Regions from separate parts of the Macaca mulatta genome. Here region 2 is linked to region 1. The links are chromatin contacts, called in public Hi-C maps. All regions are on one chromosome and are shown on one strand. The core of a region is the stretch at or near the end of the contact, and the rest is flanking DNA. Distances in the headings are between cores, read along the strand shown. Region 1 holds the start of ZNF184 (zinc finger protein 184). Region 2 holds the start of H2AC12 (H2A clustered histone 12).

Evidence for each region. Hi-C and Micro-C count contacts between places; a contact is called where the count stands out from the background.
Region 2: a Hi-C map of CD4 T cells shows a contact between it and region 1, with 4 times the contacts expected there. The contact joins the promoter of H2AC12 here to the promoter of ZNF184 in region 1. A contact is called at or near these places in 4 of 14 Hi-C or Micro-C datasets (CD4 T cells, blood, fetal cortex germinal zone and 1 more).

The regions. Positions count from the first base shown.
Region 1 is chr4:155,838,533-155,845,590 of T2T-MMU8v2.0, forward strand. It overlaps ZNF184 (zinc finger protein 184), which reads left to right and starts at 3,948. Exons shown (of 7, transcript XM_078000824.1): 1 at 3,948-4,337; 2 at 4,634-4,779.
Region 2 is chr4:156,158,182-156,165,239 of T2T-MMU8v2.0, forward strand. It overlaps H2AC12 (H2A clustered histone 12), which reads right to left and starts at 3,724. Exons shown (of 1, transcript XM_001093153.5): 1 at 3,056-3,724. The coding sequence starts at 3,694. The coding sequence ends at 3,308. It overlaps H2BC12 (H2B clustered histone 12), which reads left to right and starts at 4,013. Exons shown (of 2, transcript NM_001260530.1): 1 at 4,013-4,426. The coding sequence starts at 4,037. The coding sequence ends at 4,417.

The DNA of each region.
Region 1 (7,058 bases), core at 2,698-5,197:
TCTCTCACCCCTACAGGGTCAAAAGAAGACTAAAAGAAATTCACTAGATTTATGGAAGACTATAATTTGAGGGGATAGACATGAAGCAGTTTGATGGGTTAGCGAGGTGTCCATACAGATATAAATTGTGTTATAGATTGTTGTTCATAGTTCATGCATATCACATCCTTTTTATTTGGTGGACATATTTTTGTTAAGCATTTCTTTATATATAATTTTTTTGCTGAAATTATTTGCAACTCCAGCTTTGAATACAGTTAGATACCACAGAAATATCAAAAATCTGTTTTAAAAAATAAAAAAAAATTAGAATCAGGGTCTTACTCTGTCACACAGACTGGAGTGCAGTGGCACCATCATAGCTTACTGTAACCTGAACTCTTGGGCACAAGCCATCCTTCTGCCTCAGCCTCCAGAGTAGCTAGGAATAGAAGCATGCACCACCATGCCTAGCTAATTTTTTTTTTCTTTGTAGAAAATAATTTATTTTCTTTGGTATTCCTTGTATTTGAAGAAAAATTGACAATTTGCCTTTTTAAGTACAGAATGACATTTGATTTGTTTCCAATTTAGGGCTAAAGTAGAAACTGGACTAGTTTTTGTTTCCTGCAACTAAGTCCTGACTCTCTACCTTTACTGAGATCCATTCTACCATGTTTTTGTTTTCAGCCCAGTAAAACAAATAAGATTGCAGCTGTGGCCAGTCCCTAGTCATGGTTACAGTAAAACAAACAAGCCAACAGTTGATTAGTAATTTTAGTTCAAATATATCACTAGTTGCTTTGTATTTTGCTGAGGTGTTTTTTTAAGCACAAAAGGTTTCTGAGGGCTGGGTTCAGTGGCTTATGGATTGTAACCCCATCATTTAGGGAGGCCGAGGTGGGAGGATTGCTTGAGGTCAGGAGTTGGAGGCCACTTTGAGCAACATAGAGATAGAGAAGTTGCTGAAGACAGAAATTATATCTTTCTGTGTCCTCAATATGTATTGAAAGTCTCATTTGTATAAGGTATGGCTAAAAGTTTTCCAAATCATGAGTGCTGGTTCCTTTGGCTGAATAGTTCCTTCCTCAGTTTATTTCTTTCCTCATGCATTTCACCATAAGCAGCAATAACTAACCAGGTTGCACATTCCACATTTTACTTGGAAGTATTCTCAGCTAAATATTCAAGTTCATCATGTACAAATTCTGTTTTCCACCCAACTGTAGAATACAATTCAGCCAAGTCTCTCCCTCTTTATAACAAGATCACCATTCCTTCAGTTTCTAACTGCATGTCATTAATTTCCTTCTGAGACCTTACCATAAGCATATTTAACATTCTTATATTTTAAATTTAATAGAAAACTTTTGGAACAGTTTTAGGTTTATAGAAAAATTGAGTGGAAAGTAGAGTTTCAGTATACTCCTTCCTTCCCCCTTTCTCTCCCAGTCTCTTTATTATTAACATCTTGCATTAGTGTGGTATATTTATTACAATTGATGAGCCAATGTTCATAAATTATTATTAACTAAAGACCATAGTTTATATTACGGGTCACTTTTGTGCTGTATAGTCTATGGGTTTTAACAAATGTATAACAACATGTATCCACCATTACTATATCATACAGAATAGTTTTGCTGCCTTAAAAATCCACTGAACGTCACTTATTCTTCCCTCTTAAAATCCACTGAACATCACTTATTCTTCCCTTTTTCCCTCCCCCTAAGCCCCTGGCAACCACTAATCTTTGCTGTTTCCATAGATTAGCATTTTCAGGGATGTTATATAGATGGAATTATACAGTATGTAGCCTTTTCCAGATTGACTTCTTTCACTTACCAATATGCACTTAATGGTCTGTTCTTCTTCCTTTTTGGTAGCTTGATAGCTCATTTATTTTCCTTACTGAATATTTCATTGTCCGAATGTACCATAGTTTATGTATTCATTCATGTACTGAAGGACATCTTGGCTGCTTCCAAGTTTTGCCTATCATGAACAACGCTGCTATAAACATTCTTAGGCACGTTTTGTGTGGACATACATTTTCAACTCCTTTGCATAAATACCAAGGAACACAATTACTAGATCGTATGGTAAGAGCATGTTTAGTTTTGTAAGAAATTGTCAAACTGTCCTCCAGCATGGCTCTAACGTTTTGCATTCCCACCAGCAATGAATGAAAGTTCCTGTTGCTCCACATCCTTGTCAGCATTTGGTATTGTCAGGGTCCTGGATTTTGGCCATTTTGATAGGTGTATAGTGGCACCCCATTGTTTTAATTTGCATTTCCCTGAGGACATATGATGTGCAGCATCTTTTCATATGCTTATTTGCCATCTGTATATCTTCTTTGGTGACATCTGTTAGGGTCTTTGGCCTGTTTTTTTAATCGGTTTGTTTCCTTATTGTTGAGTTTTAAGAGTTCTTATATATTTTGGATATCAGTCCTTTATCAGATATGTATTTTGCAAATATTTTCTCCCAGTCTGTGCCTTGTCTTTTCATTCTCTTAAACATTTGTTTTATTTATTTAAACCAATGTTCTCTTCATGACAATATATGCATTCTCTAAGATGATCGAAGCTTTCTCTATCATGTTCCCTTGACTGTAATTGTTTTTCATATACTCAGTGTTAGGATTTCCAGGTTTAATGTTTGTCAGCCAACAGTCTGAGAGACTTGACCTCGGCCCCTTATCCAAATGCTGGGAATGCACACCAGCACAGTAAAATGCAAGTGCCACGTCTTAAATATAAAAATCTACCGATTTGTTGGATTCTTTTTTTCTGCCAAGGACACAGTGACGGACAGACTGGCCTTGGGCTATATGCAGCTATGTGCTGGCTGACACAGGCATATAAGATGCTTTACTGAGGGGCAAAACATGCTAATATCATCTCCGGGTTTCCTTAAGCATTAGAAAAACATGTTGGGGCCGGGCGCAGTGGCTCACGCCCGCAATCCCAGCACTTTGGGAGGCCGAGGCGGGCGGATCATTTGAAGTCAGGAGTTTGAGACCAGCCTGGCCAATATGGTGAAACCCCGTCTCTACTGAAAATACAAAAATTAGCCGGGGATGGTGGTGCATGCCTGTAATCCCAGTTACTCGGGAGGCTCAGGCAGGAGAATCGCTTGAACCCGAGAGGTGGAGGTTGCACTGAGCCGAGATCGTGCCATTGCACTCCAGCCTGAGCAACAGAGCTAGACTCCGTCTCAAAATAAATAAATAAATAAAGTTGGTCGCCACTCAATTGAGAGTCGTGAAAACAAATTTAATGGGTAACTACCAGTATTTTCAAAATGACAAAGGAGTAGAACAGAAAATATAAGGTAGAACATGTAATAAAGGTAACGATTGTTTGCGTTTTAAAACTGTGTGCAGACGTGTATTTCTTTTTTTTTTTTCTTTTCTTTTTTGTTTCTTTGAGACGGAGTCTCGCTGTGCCGCCCAGGCTGGAGTGCAGTGGCGCGATCTCGACTGACTGCAACCTCTGCCTCCCGGATTCACGCCGTTCTCCTGCTTCAGCCTCCCGAGTAGCTGGGACTACAGGCGCGCGCCACCACCATAATTTTGGTATTTTTAGTAGAGACGGGGGTGTCACCATATTGGCCAGGCTGAGTCTCGAACTCCTGACCTAGTGATCCACCCAGCTCGGCCTCCCAAAGTGCTGAGATAACAGACGTGAGCCACTGCGCCCGGTCAGTAGACGTGTATTTCTTAAAATCAGTTCAGTCAGACAAGTTTACAACGCACACGCATACCTGAAACAGGAACAAATGACTGGCGGCGAAAATGTGCGGCACTGCGCAGGGCGAACGCGAAACGTTAGCTAAAGCCTCTGGGAAATGAAGTTCAGCAACCTCGTCGCGGAGTGTTCTGGGAACGCTGGTCCAGTGTGCCCGCCCGGCGCCGGCGTGCGGGGCGGAGCGGGGCTCTCTCGTAAGGACCGGAAGTGACCGTTGAAGCCGGTTGTAGGCGTGGAAAGAGGTTGGCGCTCTGGAAGTCCAGCTGCTTCGGCTCCCTGCGTTAGGTCTGGTGGCGGTCAGTGCGCTTCCGGACCCGGGATCAGAGTGTGTGGATCGCTATAAAGGGAGGGGAGCTCAGGTATCACCATGGCAACAGCCAGCCCTCCGGACCCGTGACGTCACCCTTCTGGTTTCGCGCTTAGAGGCCTCTGCGGGAGAAAGCTGGGGAGTCCTCAAAGGGGGCGCACCTCGCCTCCGTCTGTGCGGGGCGGTCCCGCCCTGATCCCTTGGAGGGCTTTGTTCTTTTGTTCTGGCCTAAGGGGAAGTCGGGTGCCGGGCCCCGCCCTGCTTATCCACCTTCCAGCTTTAACGCTCTGCAACAGGTGTGTCTTCGTGTTATCCGACCTCGCAGGGGTGTGAGTCACAAATGTGCACAGAGGGAAGAGACCAGGTCTGTGGATGCCCCGGCCAGATTCTAGGGTGGGCACCAAGGGTTTTTTGGATCTGAGGCAGAACCCGCTTACCCGATCTCCACTCTGTTTTTGTTCATCGGAGTGGCACACGCCTCTCTAGTGCTCTCTTAGGGCACTTCTCTCGTGTAAGACCTCTTGGTCACTTTGCAAGACTCTGATGTGTGATTGTGTGACGTATGCTGCTGACGCCATCCTGTGTTTTTTAGGATAGAAAACCTCAGCGTGTTGCAGACTCGCTGCAAGGGGAGCTAGACATCTGAGTCCCAGACTGAGGTATCAGCTGAAGGAACGCTGCCTGGCGAACCCTGGTATTCAAGTTCCAGAGGAACGGGATGAGCTTCTGAGATGGAAGGTAGTGGGGTCGACTTGGGGGAGAGTGGGTTGATGGAGGCTTGAGAACAGTCATGACTGGAGGATCAAATACTTGAGATCAGAGCAGGAGAGCTGGAAGGAAGGAACGGTATGCTTAGGGATTAGCAAAGAAACCGAATTACATTGTAGGGAGAGATTCTTTTTTATAGAGAGATACTTGGGGGAGGAGTTTATTTTTTCTTTCATTCCATTGGGGAATGAAAAGACATAATCATTCAGCGTATATGTGATCCCCACATGACTTCTGAATATTAAATATTAAAATTATAATGTTGAAGTCAGAAGACATCTTGGTAATCATCCCTTCAATGAAAGAGTTAGTTTTGAAATCTCCTTGGCAGATGGCAGTCTGTCAACCCTAGGCCAGAACTAGTGTGGCATTAAACTCGCCATTTTGGGTGCAGACTATTCCCTTGTTGGCTTTCTTTTTTAGTTTGTTATATTAAACAGATGTACTTGTTCCTGTAACTTTTGTGTTGATCTTATTTCTGAGTCCTCCAGAGAAAAGGAAACTGTTCTTAATTTCACACTGCTGCCCTTAAGATACATGAATTCAGCTGTTACAACTCCGCCTCATAAATTCTAAGCAATATAGCCTCACTTCTTTTGATTGGTCTGTGTGATGTTATCTATACCTCTTCTCTGAAAACTCTCCTGCTTGTCAGCATTTTTCGTAAAATGCAGTGCCTAATGGTAAACATAGTTCTTTGGATGTGCTTTGAAAAGTACCTGAAAGAATAATGTACTACTTCGTTTGACTGGGATTATACTTCTGCTGTTTGGCATCAGATCACATTTGCTTTAAAAACTATCAGTAATGTACTGTAAACTTTAGATTTTTTTTACATAAACTGCAGTGATCTAGATTTATACCATTTTTGTGTAATGGAATTATTATTATCCTTAATGTCAGGACTTACAGTTATGATTGTCCAATTTTTTGGTCACTTGTTTTAGGCTTTCAGAATGATTATGAATCCTAATTTAGTTATTCAGTGTCTTAACTGTCCTTTCCAACTTAATGCCACTAGCAGATTTAATGAATATTCCTTCTATTTCTTCCTACATGTCATTGAACAGGTCAGGGTAAGGACAGAGGCTTATGACGTGTCCCTATAGACTTCCCTCTGCATTGGTGTTGTCTTTACATTCTTTAGGTATGGCTGTGCAATCAAGTTTGGTTTAACCTAACTATTATCATGCAGTCCTTTTTTTGCATTTGTTAAAAATAATATCATTAGAAATCTTAACATTATTCATATTATTCATGTGAATAATGTAGGTTTGGTCCATACTACTCTTCAATTTTTTGTCCTTCAAGTCTTTTTTACAGTAGATTTTTAAAATATATATTCTAAGTTTATCAGAATTAAATCAGTCAAAGTAGTTTCATTAAAAGCCTTTGTTTTTTCTTTATTTTGGGGATTTCTTACAATTTTATCATTAGGATTAACTTTACTGAGCCTCTGTTCCTTGTAATAATTTTTGCAGCACATACTGAGCATTTACTATGCGCCAGGCACACAGTTGGTTTCTGTAACTGTTGCTGTTTTTGGTTCCGTTGGTTGCTGTTACTTGGAATAAAAAGCATCTTACCTGAGACATTTCTCTTGATTCTGTTTTCCTAAAGTCTTAGGTACCTGTCTGTGCATGTAGAACATTTTCTTTCACTGTTAAGAACTTCCAAGATAACATCTTCATTTTTTTTCTTAAGACTTCTGTTACAAAACAGTTTTTCTTTACTGGTCAAAATCAAGTTGAGCATAATAGTTCCCTTTATTGCTTCCTCTGCTTTCTGAGGCATGACAGCATTAAGAATTTCTTGATTAATACATTTTTTACAAAATGAAACTTAACATAGCCAAACAGTTGAAACTGCTTTTCTCCATATTATTCATCACCCCTACTTGCCTAAGCTGTCTATGTCATACTGTTGCCAGCATGGTGCTGCTTTTGTTTTTTTTTCTTTCTTTTGGTTTATCTACAGTTTCCATCAGGTTTCACACTCACGATTATTGCATCACATACAATAATCCATCTCTTAGTCTGTCTCTTTATATCAGATCATTTTGCGTAAATTTTACCTAGCTCTCTTTTAAACAAGGATTGGTCATGAAACCCACACTAGGCCAGTTGGCTCTCTCTGGAATTTGAATCTTGGAACTAAAATCCGATGACACTGACCTATCCTAATGGTTGTATCCCAAAGAGATTGTCCTTGCACCTTAGTGGTACAATTTAGATTCCCTGAAATTACTT
Region 2 (7,058 bases), core at 2,474-4,973, 320 kb after region 1:
ACAACGACTCCATCTGTAATAGGTATGAAGATGAAGGGGAAGGGTGGAACCGAGGAAAAGCATGTATGTATGCGTTTTTAAAATTGTATGTGTCTTAAAAATATATTTTTAAAAAGTATATAAGTGTGATTCCCATTTTCAGGAATCTTTATTCACTTTAAACTATTGTAAACACTGTGTGAATAATTAAGTCTAGTTTTATTCTTTCTTATTCGGTATCTATTAATTCAAGTACGATCATGATACTCTTCTGACAGACCTTTCAACATCTCCCTTTAACAATTCTTACCCAAGTTTCTATATACCTTAGACTAAAGCACATGAGACCCGATAGTTAAGAAAAGGCAGTTATGTGTGTGTTCCATGTTGAGTAGATAATATTCTGATATATAGCTTTCTCTCCTACTAATTGAGAATCTGATTGGATAAGTAACACTACACTTTCTTTTCCAAATTAGAGTCCAAACAATACCCACCTCAAAAGGTTGTGAGAATTAAATAAGCACATTCATATTGCATATGTAGCCCATAAGTTGTTGGCACCAAATATCTCTTCTATGTGATTTTTTGTTGTTGTTGTTTTTGAGATTGGAGTCTCACTCTGTCGCCCAGGCTAGAGTGCAGTGGCACAATCTCAGCTCACTGCAACCTCCGTCTCCCGGGCTCAAACGATTCTCCTGCCTCACCTCCCAAGTAGCTGGGACTACAGGCAGCTGCCACCACGCCCGGCTAAGTTTTTGTGCTGGGATTACAGGCATGAACTACTGCACCTGGTAAATGTGTTTCCACCTGGTTTCAAACCAGGGACTTTTCACGTGTGAGGCAAACGTGATAACCACTATACTACAGAAACTCGTTCCATGTTTTTTTTTAAAGGCTCCTTCTCCTCTCCTTTGAGCCTCAAGTATTAATTCTGAAGTTTCTTCAGTATGGGGCTAAACTGGATTATTTCTCAGAACGGGAAAAGTGAAGAGATTTGCTGAATCTGGGGTAGGAAAAGTCAGTAGAAAAATCTCCCATTTCCTTTGTAATTGTTTTCTGTCACCTTCCATGTGCAATGATTGAGGCATTTAAAACTCTTACAGGAGTATACCAAACTAATAAAGATTTTTAGAAAGTCTGCACATTTTCTTATTTCTCTAAAAAGAAAAGACCCCACCCCCTTCACATTCCCTGATGAAAGTAATTACAGGCTCATGCCTGTAATCCCGGCACTTTGGGAGGCCAAGGCGGGCAGATCATCTGAGGTCAGGAGTTCCAGACCAGCCTGACCAACATGGTGAAACCCCGTCTCTACTAAAATTACAAAATTAGCCGGGAGTGGTGGCACACGCCTGTAATCCCAGCTACTCGGGAGTCTGAAGCAGGAGAATCGCTTGAATCTGGGAGGTGGAGGTTGCAGTGAGCCAAGATCAGGCCATTGCACTCCAGCCTGGGCAAGAAGAGCAAAACTCCATCTCAAAAACAAGAAAAAAGAAAAAGAAAAAAAGTCAAAGAGCAATACCAGCTATGCACTTATACATGCTAAAGTCAGTCTCACAGATACTATCATCGACCTTACTTAACATTGATATTTATATTCATGTTAATATATGTCATAGACATGGAAATACACTGCCCAGATCCTCCTTCAAGGAAGGGCTTGCAGCCCAACTGCAGAGAGCACAATTAGCAGATAGACACCAGCTGTGAGCTTCTTTAGTATTTGCCTCAGCTGCAGAGCTCCTCCCCACTCAAGGCTGCATCCTTCCCCAGGGCAGTCCTCACTCAGTGACCCACAAAGGAGTTAAAAAGGGTGGTCTAGAGCCCCTTTGGCCCAGTGTGGGGGCAACTTGACAGGCATACTGGCTGAGTATACAGAGACCTACATAGCTTTTTCTTCTACTAATTGAGAATCTGATTAGATAAGTAACACAACACTTTCGTTTCCAAATTAGAGTCCAAACAATACTCACCTCAAAAGGTTGTGAGAATTAAATAAGCACATTCATATTGCATATGTAGCCATAAGTGGTTGGCACCAAATATCTCTTCTGTGTGGTTTCTTTGTGTTGTTGTTTTTGAGATGGAGTCTCACTCTGTGAGACCTACATAGATTGAAAAAAAGTGAGAAAGGTAGCTATCAGGGAAGAGGGAATTTAAAGTGCAAAGGCCTTAAGACAGAAAATGTGTTTCGCATTTTGTAGGAATAGCCAGAAAGCCTTGAGGCTATGAAGTAAAAGCAGGCAAGTAATATCAAGTTGGGGGTTGGTGGGGAGGAAGGAAACTCATAGGGCTTCCTAGGGTAGGTAAATTAATGTGGACAAGCAATCAAAAGCAATAGCAATCCTGATCTAATAAATTTGATAATACAAATTAACTAGACAGAAAAAGCCATGTTGTATCCTGAGTTACTAAAAGAGTGCATTAATACACCTTCTCCAAAGAAATGGGGCTAAGGATTTACAAATATGGGATTCAGGAAATTCTGCATCCCATATTCTCCTCTCATCGGAATCAAATTGTAATGCAAATGAGTCACTAGACTTTCATCACCTGGGTAAAGTTGCTCTTAAGAGTTAGACCACTTAAGAATTAGGCTGACCTTTCTTGCTTTTCAAGAATACTTAGAATTGCAAAATTTGCCTTTAAAGAGTGGCGAGTATATCCCATTTTTATGGCTGTTTGACAACACTATTAATGTAATATAATTATTACACTGGAGGCCTGGCGTGGTGGCTCGCGCCTGTAATCCCAGCACTTTGGGAGGCCGACACGGGCGGATCACCTGAGGTCAGGAGTTCGAGAGCAGCCAGGCCAGCATGGTGGAACCCCGTCTCTACTAAAAACACAAAAATTAGCTGAGGATGGTGGTGCATGCCTATAATCCCAGCTACTCGGGAGGCTCAGGCAGGAGAATCGCTTGAACCTGGGAGGTGGAGGTTGCAGTGAGCCGAGATCGCACCACTGCACTCCAGCCTGGGCAACAGGGAAAGACTCCATCTCAAAAACAAACATAAACTCTGGAGTTGGTAAATAGACTTCAGGGATTTGCATATTTGATTTCACTTATTACTCCTGCTGAATAAGCTTCTCCGGTGTATCCTACAATAACTTGTGGGTTTTCATTGCCTTCCAGTGGATTAAGTTACATCAAAAAACATTGTAAAGAGTTACTCCAGCCCAACCGGGAAAGAAGCGCTTTACAATGTGATCTAATGAAACAAACATGAAGTGAAACAAACATGACCGTGTCCAGCTTTCTCTAGGACAGTGTAGCGTGGCTCTGAAAAGAGCCTTTGTTTTTCAGTTTTCACAACCTCGCTCCTTATTTGGCCTTATGGTGGCTCTCAGTCTTCTTAGGCAGCAGCACGGCCTGGATATTGGGCAAGACACCACCCTGCGCGATGGTGACTTTGCCCAGCAGCTTGTTGAGCTCTTCATCGTTGCGGATAGCCAGCTGGAGGTGACGCGGGATGATGCGGGTCTTCTTGTTGTCGCGGGCCGCATTGCCGGCCAGCTCCAGGATCTCAGCAGTCAGGTACTCCAGCACCGCAGCCAGGTACACCGGCGCGCCGGCCCCAACCCGCTCTGCATAATTGCCCTTGCGGAGTAAGCGGTGCACTCGGCCCACAGGGAACTGCAGCCCAGCCCGAGAAGAACGGGTCTTGGCCTTAGCGCGAGCTTTACCGCCTTGCTTGCCACGTCCAGACATACTGGCCACAACTTACTTAAAATACCCAGCGAAACGAAAGTGGAGAGGCAGCGCCTTTTATAAACACCACTGGGCGCGAAAAAGAAGATATGTCATTGGTTAGAGTTGCCACTTAATTTTAACCAATGGAAGTACATCTTTTGGATTTGCTGATTGGTTGATTAGGTATAACTAACCTCTGAGGTCACCCTGAATAACCACCAATCAGATACAGGACTTTAACTCTTCACCTCATTTGCATGAGAGGTTCTATATAAAAACGACTCCTGGTGCCTTGCTCCCATTACTTCCCGTTTTCTCGATCTGCTGTTAGTCCGCCTCGACTCGTAGTTCGCCCTCGACATGCCGGAGCCAGCGAAGTCCGCTCCTGCGCCCAAGAAGGGCTCGAAGAAGGCAGTGACTAAGGCCCAGAAGAAAGACGGCAAGAAGCGCAAGCGCAGCCGCAAGGAGAGCTACTCCGTGTACGTGTACAAGGTGCTGAAGCAGGTCCACCCCGACACCGGCATCTCCTCTAAGGCCATGGGAATCATGAACTCCTTCGTCAACGACATCTTTGAGCGCATTGCGGGTGAGGCTTCCCGTCTGGCGCATTACAACAAGCGCTCGACCATCACCTCCAGGGAGATCCAGACGGCCGTGCGCCTGCTGCTGCCCGGGGAGTTGGCCAAGCACGCGGTGTCGGAGGGCACCAAGGCCGTCACCAAGTACACCAGCGCTAAGTAAACCTGCCAAGTAAGCGTCTTAAAGCCCAACCCCAAAGGCTCTTTTAAGAGCCACTTAAATTGTCGCTATTAGAGCTGCAAACACGTGTTCCTAATCCAGGTTTAAATAATGGCGATGTCTTTAAAGGGGTTGTTATGATCTCATTACATTGAGTAATGTGTACAGTGCTTGTAATCGAGTACAGGCTAAAGAAGCCATATGCACTTTGTTAGTACTGAGAGTACTGAGTAGGGAATATGGCGCCTAAAAAATTAAGGATGTGCAGGAAATTTGCGTTAACAGAAAGTGCTTCCTGGCTCTTGGCGCGAAAATGGATACTTCCGTTGTGTCGAGTGCTGTGACTTCCTGTTAGAACTTGTTGAAAGCCTATTGTGTCACGTGTACTTTCCACCATTTAAAGGAGTTCTAACTTGAGTTTATATATTTGTAAATTTGGTTCCCGATGGCCTACCAGTACGTATGGCTTTCGCGCGAGCAATTACCTTGTTTAACCCCTTCTAGGCTGTACCCAGCTCTGCCTTGCTTCCCTCTCACCCCCCCCCCGTTTCCACCTCTCCAGCCCACAAGACATCGGGAAGATGCCAGACCACCAGGCAGGATAGTCTGCAAGGGTAAGGGGAGGAGCACAGCTTTTCTCATGAGTGAAGAAACGGAACATGAGATCATCGCGGAGATTCTTGAATAGTTTGCTAGTTGTTAAGGCATGTTCAGCGTCAATTGGCTCAATCAGTAATTTTTCCTTTTGACAAAACTTATAGAAAAGGAAAAGCAACTGGATCCAGAGGGGAGACAACAGACTGAGACTAGAGACAGTCCGCCCCCAAGCAAGAAGTTGGAGTAGAGGAGAAGGGAACTTCCCCAGCAGCACAGGGTCTGAGCAGAGTTGGGTGGGTTTTATTGTGTAACTGGAGGCTAGAATGGCTATGCCGGTGATAAGCAGTGTGGAACTTTTTTGGAAGAACCAAGTGAAAGAAAGGGTCCACGAATTTTAAGCTAGGTTGTTACCTGGCTAAATTTGTGATTTAGAAATGCAGGCCAGTTTCACAGGGAAATTTTCAACGTATATGTGTCTGTATATATATTTAACATATTTGGCCATGCATTGTTCTAGTCTTTGGGGATATTGCCCGCCCTTGGGCATTTGGAGATTAGCAAGGTCATATTGGAAAACTTTAAATACATGCAAAGCATATGTTCACTGTTCATCTAAGTCTTATTTATCCTATCAGCAATTTTGGGGTTACACTAATATTCTAAGAAATGTATCAACAAATAATTATATTTATTGTTTACCTATATAGAAGGCACTGATCTATATCTATACCTATATAGGAGGCAATCACTTGAAGTCAGGAATTCGAAAGCAGCATGGCTAAAATAGTGAAACCCCGTCTCTACTAACAATACAAAAATTAGCTGGGTGTGGTGGCGTGTGCCTGTAGTCCCAGCTACTGGGGAAGCTGAGGCAGGAGAATTGCTGGAACCCAGGAGGCAAAGGTTGCAGTGAGCTGAGATCACCTGACTGCACTCCAGCCTGGGCAACAGAGCAAGACTCCGTCGCAAATAAAATTTAAAAACAAACTAAGATACACTATGCCAATGAATTCTACCTTCAGGTATACCTGACTACTCTTTACAGACTAAAATTTTTACTCTGAAGTTATCTGCTGTTATTACCTTTAGACTTACAAACTATTTTTGCAAATGGACATAACATCTTGATTTTATACAATTTACTTTCAGTCCTTTTTGCTTTTTATAAAATTCTGGAAGTGCATTTGTGTTTTAATAGAAATACTGGGTGGAAGTGGCCATAACTTTCTCCTGCTTTCACCCTCACCCCTTTTCTCACTCCCTTCAAAATGATCTCATTTTATTTCTCTCCATAGCACAGATATCCCCCCCCTTCCCCCCGCAAGACGGAGTCTAGCTCTGTTGCCCAGGCTGCAGTCCAATGGTGAGATCTTGGCTCACTGCAACCCTCCCCCTCCCAGGTTCAAGCGATTCTCTTGCCTCAGTTTCCCAAATGGCTGGTATTACAGGCGCCTGCCACCACGCCTGCCTAAATTTTGTATTTTTAGTAGAGATGGGGGGTTTCAACATGTTGGCCAGGCTGGTCTCGAACTCCCGACCTCAGGCTATCTATACCGGCCTCGGCCTCCCAAAGTGCTAGGATTACAGGCGTGAGCAACCATTCCCGGTTGATAGCACAGAGTTTAACAGCTTGAAGGAATCAAAAAGTTCAGATCAATGTTATTTTACAAATAGCTAAATGGATGCAAAGCTTAATTTGCTCAGATCGTTAGAACAAGATTCCATTATGCTCTTGTTTGTTCCCATTATACCACATATCTCTTTGTCATGTATTTTCTCATTAGCCATGTGTATTAATTTGACTTAATTTGAAACAAAAATAGGGCTCTTTTATTCATTTTTATATTTCATAATCTCTCTTAGATTGTTAAAAAGTTGAATGTGCTAAATTGTCTCCTGTCTCATAAAATAATTTTTTAAAGAGTAGTTCAGTGCTTTACAATAATTGCTGTGTGATTCTGGACCACAGCAATTTAATCTAACAATTGTTACAGCCTCCTGAAGAACACTTGCACAGAATAATTGCCTGCTTCAGATTTTCCCATTC